Linked DNA regions of Mus musculus: regions 2 and 3 are each linked to region 1. A link is a contact called in public Hi-C data. All regions are on one chromosome and are shown on one strand. The core of a region is the stretch at or near the end of the contact, and the rest is flanking DNA. Distances in the headings are between cores, read along the strand shown. Region 1 has its middle 87 kb from the start of Gm40750. Region 2 overlaps Gm34346 (a long non-coding RNA gene). Region 3 has its middle 52 kb from the start of Gm34297.

Region 1 (2,700 bases), core at 53-2,552:
TAACGCTCTGGTCTAAGGCCTGCTCTATGGCATGTGTACCTAAGAATGTTGTTAGGATGTTTATATGTGCTTCTGTGTGGAGTAAAAATAAATAAATAAATAAAAGGGAATGCATATATAAAATGAATAAGACTTCTCTTAGAATTCCCCAAACATCTCAAATAGCATAGATAATCTGCCACTAAAACCTGCCCTTCTTGCCCCCTTTACCTTACATCAATTTCTTTCTCCCCTCCCCTCCTTGCTGTTGCCAGAGTCCACAGAGCTTTGCATCAACAGTCTTCTCCTTCATTATACTATTTGCAGATGGCTCCTAACTTCAGCGGGTATTTGGCCACTTTCCTCTTTTCCATAAGCGATGTGGGAAACCAGAAAGGTCTTTCTGAATCAGGAAAGCTCAGCTTCAGATACCTTAGTGTTTTTCTTTTGGCCATAGGGGGGAAAATTCAAATGACCACATTGGATTTCCCCTCACTCCACTTTCCATCTTAAGGCTTAGGCAAGGCTTTGCACATTTCAGGCAAATGCTTGGCCAGTGAGCTCTATGCCAGCCCATTCTGGATTGCTTTAAAGACACCCCGCCCCATTCCCTTTTAAACAACCTGATGATTCCAGATTCATTCTCTTTCCACTCTCCTTTCCCATTTAAACCAAAGTATATTCCTGAAGCTTGAGATTCTATCTTCAAAGGGAGCCACGTCCTCCAAAAGTATCTTTGTCTATCTGTCTTCTGCTTTTGAGAGCACTTTTCACCCTTTCCATATTTCCAGCAGAAGTCAAGTGTCCTCATAGCACAGCCCTCACCAGTGGTGATTGCGTAGAGGTGTACTCATATAGAGACAGCATTGATGTCAATGGTCTTATTCGAAGAAGTCACTTGGCACTTGGGTTTTTACAGATACATTTGTTCCCACTGTTTCTGCTCTGTATGACAACTACAAAGGACAAAGTCGGTTTTTATTTTTCTTAAGAGACACATTTCTGCATTCTGAAGCTATTTAAAACAGCACAGCCACACACTATCATTTATTTGACACTGACCATTTTTTTTTCTTCTTATCAATCTTAAACTCGGAAAGAATTACTGAGGTCTCATATCCCTTGATCTGACACTTTAAGAATTAGGAACAGCCACAGTCTACAGCCGAGAGATAAGATGTAGATAAAAAGAACCATTAAGTCACAATGGCATTAGGAAAAAAAGGTCTTGTGTTGAATTCAATTTGGCTGCAGTTCAGAGTGTCCAGTGAAGTGGGAGGTAGAAGGCTGTAAAGAGTTTTTTAGTACCCTGGAACTCAGCCTTTGTTCCTTGGAGCAGCAACTGAGGAATCTCATCACCAAAGATTAGGGAATTAGTTACCCTCTCTCCTCTGCTTCATGAACTTTCTGCGGTTTCAGAGAGGCTGCCTATCTCGTGGTTGGGAGTGTACCCTATCTCTCTCCCTGTGTTGTAACATCCACATTGTGTACCTCATTTCATTTCTTTCTCTGAACTTATCCAGGGTATTAGGGAGAAATGTGAGAATCATGTGTGTAAGTGCGCCCCAACCTGGCCCCTTTCAACTGCAAACATTAAACACAATCTAAACTGTATTGATTTGACTTGAAGACCAGAAAGTCAAACAGGTAATTTAAGAGGCACCTGTAACAGTCATTGGCCTTAGTCATTTAAGAAGTATCTAGTTGTCTTGTCTGTGCAAGTGTCAAGATTCACTAGAAGTAATTGACTGGATTCTTGGTTTAGCTATTACACTTGAATGTAGAGATAATGTTGAAAATCACAAAAAACTTAGTACCCGATAAAGCAAAAATGGCTGATAGTACTGAAAGACACACAGAGCTATTGATAAGCTTGGACAGAAATAGCTCCAATTTTCAGGCTGCTATAGTCATTTTGATTAGCTTTATTAATTGTTAATGGGAGATAGTTATAGAAATTTGTATCTTAGTTCAGGAGTCCCAACACAAGACATGGTTGCTAAAACAAATCACATACAGGAATGTTTGGAGTGGGGTGTAGTTTAGTAATGGCAAACTGCATTACCTATAGATATATATAAACTAACACTTTCTATATATAGTAACGTGTGTGCTGGGCTATTGTGGGTAGGGCAAAAATCTGTGGTATGCTGCCTTAGAAAGGTATACGGCTCAGCAGTAGTACAGTTGGATCATATGATACGTCTACCTTTAATTAAAAAAATAAAACCTGATGGCTGAATTCTAAAATGGTTGTACCACTTTACATCTCGGTTTCTCCTTTCACCACATCGGCACTGACATTTGTTGCCATGTTTTTCTTAATGATATCACTAGCCGAGATCAGATGGGATCTCAATGAAGTTTTAACTTACATTTCCCTGATGGCTTAGGGATGTTGAGCACCTATTCAAATATTCATTGGGAATTGTATCTCTCCCTTTGAGAGCCTTGTAGTCAGCTCATTAGCATTTAGATTTTAATATTCTGTTTCGATTTTAGATATTAATCCCACATTGGATGTGTAGTCTCCCCATTCTGTAATCCCCCACCCCCCACCCGACACCCCTGTTCTGTCAACTGTCTTTCTAGTTTGTTGACTATTTTTTGGCTATCCAGAAGCTTTGGAATTTCACTCAATCCTGTTTGTTTTTTGAGGTTATTTCCTATACTACTGGAGTCTGTTCTAAAAATTTCTACCAAAGTCTGTGTCTCTGTTTG
Region 2 (2,700 bases), core at 37-2,536, 140 kb before region 1:
AGGGTATTCATTTTCTCTCCTGGGAGGACTCTTGGCAGTTGGTCCTTTTCCTGTGTCGTCTATGTTATTTAGAGACAAGAACTCCCTCTGGCAGAATGCTACCTTTTCAGGAGACCTAGGTTTGGGTCTTACCTACCCAATGTTATTCTTCTTGGAGCCCTGCTTCCACCTACACTGCCAAATCCTTTATTGTTGATGATTACAGTAGGGCTCATCAGAACAATGGGATGAGAGATGCAAAGGCCTCACATACCTAATAAAGGATTTCTTTATAAATCCTTCATATATATGCATATATGTCTATATGAGAGTGTTGGATCCCCTGAAGCTGGAGTTATAGACACTTATGAGCTGACATGTGGATGCTGGGAATTGAACCCATGTCCTCTGGAAGAGCAGCCAGTGCTCTTAACCACTGATTCATCGCTTCAGCCCTTGTAGAGGAGTCTACAAACTACAGTTCTATTCAGAGAACGTCTGACCTTGTTCCTATACGCTTCCTAACCACTGTCACTTCCTAACCTTTAATGACGCCAAATACGTACAAGCGTTGTTCCTTCGAGCTAGTAAAATTATTTGAAAAGGATGCTAACTGTGCACAGCTCAATCATTCCTCTGCCTTCAATTTAAAACAACAACAACAACAACAACAACAACAAAAACCTGCCTTGAGTTAGTAAGTAGTATGCTTTTAGTAAAAAGGATGTGACTTTATGAAGAACAGCAGTTTCACTCGTGTGTACTCCCAAATACACACATAGGCACAGTTCTAGAAGTGTGACTTCCTACTTAGCTTTGCTCTCGTACTCATAGCTTGGATTCCCGGGAAGACACATCTCTTGCATTTAACACATACTGGCTGCCATGTACCAAACAGTCTTTCTTTTTAGTTTTTTACCATCACTCCAACTGTGTGTGGTTTCTCAATGGTCCCCCAGGCCAAATATCTTGCGGGACACAAAGATCTCTATCATTTTATCATCTGCTTTGTCTTCTGGCATCTGTTACTGTGCACGGTGAGATATTCTTTCCCCACCCACCCCAGGATGGTTAATATCTTACGACCCCCCAGGTAGATGCATGACTGCTAATCTTATCTACAAGGGCCACAAACGGGGCCCAGGCCTTTCTCACTGGCTTCTGTGCATTTTAAAAACACCCAAGAGACTAGTTTAAATTTTAGCTGTTTGGAGAAAGATTTTCTTTGTCACCAAGAAGAGGAATCAAAGGACCTTTCTTATCTTCTGTCATGAGGGTTATGTTGTCTTTTCTTGTCCTTAGGGCAACTACATGCTATTTATTATCTGCCTCCTTTCAAGACTGTACTATATTTCCGGCATATTTTGCCACAGTCAAAAATCCAAGATCTTGGGTCCCAGCCCTATAATTTACTAGCTCTAACTGTAGGCAAATTATTTTGAAGTGTTTCTGTTGTTAAGCTCTAAAAATGAGGACAATAATACTGTCCCTATCTTCCCTGCCACAGGGATAATTTATGACCAATGAAATAGCATTGATGAAAATTGTTTCACAAGCCAATCGTCTTGGCACATGACTTGTAATCCCAGCACTTAGGAATCAGAGGTAGGAAGACAGTGAGTTCAAGGCCACCCAGTAAGACCCCATGTCAAAGCAAAGCAAAGCAAAGCAAAGCAAAGCAAAGCAAAGCAAAGCAAAGCAAAGCAAAGCAAAGCAAAACAAAACAAAACAAAACAAAAGCTAGGCCTTTTGATCTCCTGAAGTGTTAGCACCGTGAGAAGGAGGGTTTACTATCAATTGCATATACTTGAATTAAAGTAATACTAGACCAGGCATGGTGGTGCACGCCTTTAATCCCAGCACTTGGGAGGCAGAGGCAGGCAAATTTCTGAGTTCGAGGCCAGCTTGGTCTACAGAGTGAGTTCCAGGGCAGCCAGGCCTATACAGAGAAACTCTGTCATGAAAAACCAAAAAATAAAATAAAATAAAGTAACACTAGTTGATGTCTTCAGTGCACAAGCAATATACACACTATTATAGTCCTGACACTGAGTTTATTTTTTGTTGCAGAGATAGAAAGGAGTGACTACTAGCTATTATTAAACATTTGCAGAAGCATTCATAACAACGTAGTTTCCTTCCACTTGCTTTGTGTTGTGAGTAGACATTCAGGTTCCTGGTACTCTAAGAACGAGGCTGCTTGTTCGGATTGCAGTTGACAGCCTGGGCTCCTCTCACTTCTTGTGCACCAGCTGTTGGAGGGAAGGTGTAAGGAGATTCGTCTCCACTCTGATGATTCAATCTTCCCTGACTCTCACCTCTTTTCTTTGCATGACACAGTTCTTTGACAACGAATCATCGAGGACTCAAGATCTTTATTCTGTGTTCGCACCCAGGCTCTACGGGGGCCAGAGGAAATCCTACTAGAAGTTTCCGATGGCATCTCAGCCTTTGATCATGCCACAGAAACTTTAAGTTTTAGACGAGTGATTTGATAGCAAGGACTTTAAAGTCTCAGTAAGAGACATGGAGCACAGTTGAAAACTATCACAAAGTCTGCTATTAGGGCAGAATATCATCCTTTGAGGCATGAGGCAGTGAAGAGTTTGAATGCTAAATAAAGATGTTGCAATTCAAATCAAGAAGAATAATGTATATTTAAAATGCTGTCAAACATGCTGTGAACTTTATTAGGCTGTAGATCTTGAGGAACTAGTGAAA
Region 3 (2,700 bases), core at 133-2,632, 230 kb after region 1:
ACCATGATGTTGCCTATTTTACCTGCGATTTACATATAATCCTCTGCCAAAGTGAGTTGTATGTGGTACCATGTGTTTGTGCAGGGTTGACTAGCTTAACATTCTCCCTCATCTAAGTGATGACTTAGAATCCATTTCCATTATCAGAGCAAGAAAGTATGTCCAGTGAGACCCTATTCTGGACACACAATGGATAAGACACAATATGCAGTAAATTCATTATTAAAATATGTCTTAAATATCAGAAGAGTATTTAGGAAATCTATGGAGGCAGCTGCCTGGCTTGTCCAGAGGCCATTTCTGCATCGCATGCCAAGTGTACAATGACAGACGTCATGACAGGAGTTTGACACAGGAGTTTGACTCAGGATTTGACTCAGCTGGTTTATATACCCCCTTTGCCTTCACAGATCTTTCTCCCTCAACATTTAACTGTTATTTTTTAAGAGGAAAATCTGAGCCAGTAACCAGGACACCGGAGGAGAGTCAAGGTTGGGCAAACGCGCTCTGTTATTAGCCACCAGCAAAAATGGTATTTTTAAACAAAAGCAATTTTTTAAGTTTCGATTAAGGGACTCAAAAGGATTTTCTAAAATGAATCCTGCTCTGAAGCAGTTCTTCTTCTCCTGCGACTTCACGTCGTTTGGACAAGCCGGTGCTTCGAAATGGTTCTTTTCCTGCTGACGTCACCGCATGGCTGCTTCTTCCTAGCAAGACTTAACTGAGGGTGCCCAGCCCAGGAGCTGCTTACCCTGAAGTGGCAGTGATTTTTTTTTTTCAAAAACAATAAAGCTATCTACACTCAGTCTCTCTTGATTATACTGCAGGAACAACCTGTGTAGGGAAACAATATCCTGGATCCTGCTGAAGGCTCACACAGATGGAACATCAGTGGGAGGAGCTGCCAGCGACTTCCCTGCCAACTTGTTAGTGCTGGAGACATTATCCTCTTGTTTTGCCAGTTTAATAGAGGATCAGTCGTAAAAATTCTCTGTGGGCTCAGCAACATAATTATTATCTATGGTCTCTGCATTAACTGTGAGGAAACATCGTGGTCTGAGTCTGCCTCATTTTAAATGCCGAGCTGTGCCCACATTTATCCCACAACCAACCTGAAAAATGCAACATCCCCTGAGCACAGCTATGCCTGTCATCATGGCGGATGCTAAGTATGTGCTTGCCTATGTCCTGCCGTTTAACAGTCAGTGCGCTCCTGCGGTGCTTGCCTCCTTTCCCCTGACCTTTTCCGACATCAGTGCCCTTGCGATTGAAAATTATTAAGCAGGGAAAAAAAAAATCTGTGTCACATTTAGTTCTGGTACTCAGTCCAGAAGAGCCAAGCCCCTGCAAATTTGGAAAACAAACTCCTTAACAGATGGGCCGCATAAAGTTTACAACATGTGCGGTGTGGGAGGTAGTATGACTCTAGGCGAGAAACAGAAGACTAGAAATTTGGGAGCGCAGAGTTTTTGAATTTGCTCTTGTTTCCTTTGGTTCTAGCAGATCACATAAGCTTATGCCCTTCAGTTCTCTCACATTACCTGATACCTTAACCTTATAAGCAAGTGAGTAATAAGAAATCAGGAAACGTTGTTTTTCTTAATAGGAAGCAGGAGCACATTGCTTCTTGTTATTGCCAGGACTGTGCACAACTGGTATCAATCTGCTAATAAAAACGGGGCTGCAGGATTTAGAAAAATCCCGTGTTGCAATTTTAAATTTGAAAAAACAGTTCTCTTTCACAGAGAACAGGTGTCTTTGGTCTATAAACGGCAAATATTAAGGCACCACAGAAAAGAAGTTGACCTGTCTTGAAAGAAAAGAATCATTGAAAAATTGTTGGTTGATGACTTCCAAATAGGCATGGCAGCATGTCTTGCAAGTGATCTCTGGAAGCTAAAGGTGTTAGAAATCATTTGAACTAAAGTGGTGTGATATGAACTTGATTATTGTGTGACAGGCAAGGGTGCTGAAACATGGATGGTCTTTGGTATTATTCCGGGTTATTTATTTAAGGACACAAATGTCTCAGCCACACCACAGGCCTACTGATTGGAAACAATGACAAGCAAACCTAGGGACTCTGTGCTTTGCAAAGTCCTTAAGCTGATACCAATGGCTAATCACAGTTGGTCTCTGTCATAATTTCTAAAACTATGTGAAGCAACAACAACAATTTGGTCATATAGATTATGACTGAAATTCCAAAGCCAAAGACAGAAATACAGGTGTTATCTTTTAAGAAGACATGAGAGGATGGGAGACAGAAAGTGTAAGGTCGGGAAGAGGGGTCCATGGTTCAGTCACAAGAAGGCCGGACAGGAAGCAATTGAGAGGAAAAGGCCTTCTGAAGGTGAGCAGGAGAGAAATTCAGAAGTGAAGGTTTGCAGATAGCGGCAAGGACAGTGTGGGTGCTTCCCTGCTGAACTGGTCTCAAAATTTGCTTTTAGTTTGACACTGCCTCCATTCAGTCAGAGAACATGTGATAGTTTGAATGAGATTATCCTCCATTGGGACATTTATTTGAAAGCTTGGTTCCTAATGGGGAGAACTGCTTGGAAAGGATTGGAAGGTGTGGCGTTGTTGAAGGAGGTGTGTCACTGGGGTGTTCTTTGAGGTTACAAAGCCCATGGTATTCCTAGGTAGTTCTCTGGCTCTTTCTCTGATTCATGTTTATGGATCAGATGAAAGTTCTCCTCT

Evidence for each region. Hi-C and Micro-C count contacts between places; a contact is called where the count stands out from the background.
Region 2: a Hi-C map of the G1E-ER4 cell line shows a contact between it and region 1, with 2.2 times the contacts expected there. The contact joins two enhancer-like sites. A contact is called at or near these places in 1 of 15 datasets of contacts at CTCF or cohesin (the G1E-ER4 cell line) and 2 of 484 Hi-C or Micro-C datasets (both in the G1E-ER4 cell line).
Region 3: a contact with region 1 is called in a Hi-C map of uterus, with 5 times the contacts expected there. The contact joins two enhancer-like sites. A contact is called at or near these places in 8 of 484 Hi-C or Micro-C datasets (the G1E-ER4 cell line, Sertoli cells, Th2 cells and 4 more) and 1 of 115 datasets of contacts at active chromatin or transcription factors (bone marrow-derived macrophages).

What each region holds. Positions count from the first base shown.
Region 1 is chr10:98,719,178-98,721,877 of GRCm38.p6, reverse strand. No RefSeq gene overlaps it. Among named protein-coding and RNA genes, the nearest start is that of Gm40750, 87 kb to the left of the region's middle. Within about 2 kb of position 1,302, at least 13 of the 459 cell types and tissues checked have an H3K27ac peak or open chromatin away from gene starts, as enhancers often do. A contact at or near this core is called in the G1E-ER4 cell line and uterus, where this site is marked.
Region 2 is chr10:98,861,292-98,863,991 of GRCm38.p6, reverse strand. The region is part of intron 6 of Gm34346 (a long non-coding RNA gene); the gene reads left to right. Among named protein-coding and RNA genes, the nearest start is that of Gm34346, 20 kb to the left of the region's middle. Within about 2 kb of position 1,286, at least 7 of the 459 cell types and tissues checked have an H3K27ac peak or open chromatin away from gene starts, as enhancers often do. A contact at or near this core is called in the G1E-ER4 cell line, where this site is marked.
Region 3 is chr10:98,484,618-98,487,317 of GRCm38.p6, reverse strand. No RefSeq gene overlaps it. Among named protein-coding and RNA genes, the nearest start is that of Gm34297, 52 kb to the left of the region's middle. Within about 2 kb of position 1,382, at least 31 of the 459 cell types and tissues checked have an H3K27ac peak or open chromatin away from gene starts, as enhancers often do. A contact at or near this core is called in uterus, where this site is marked.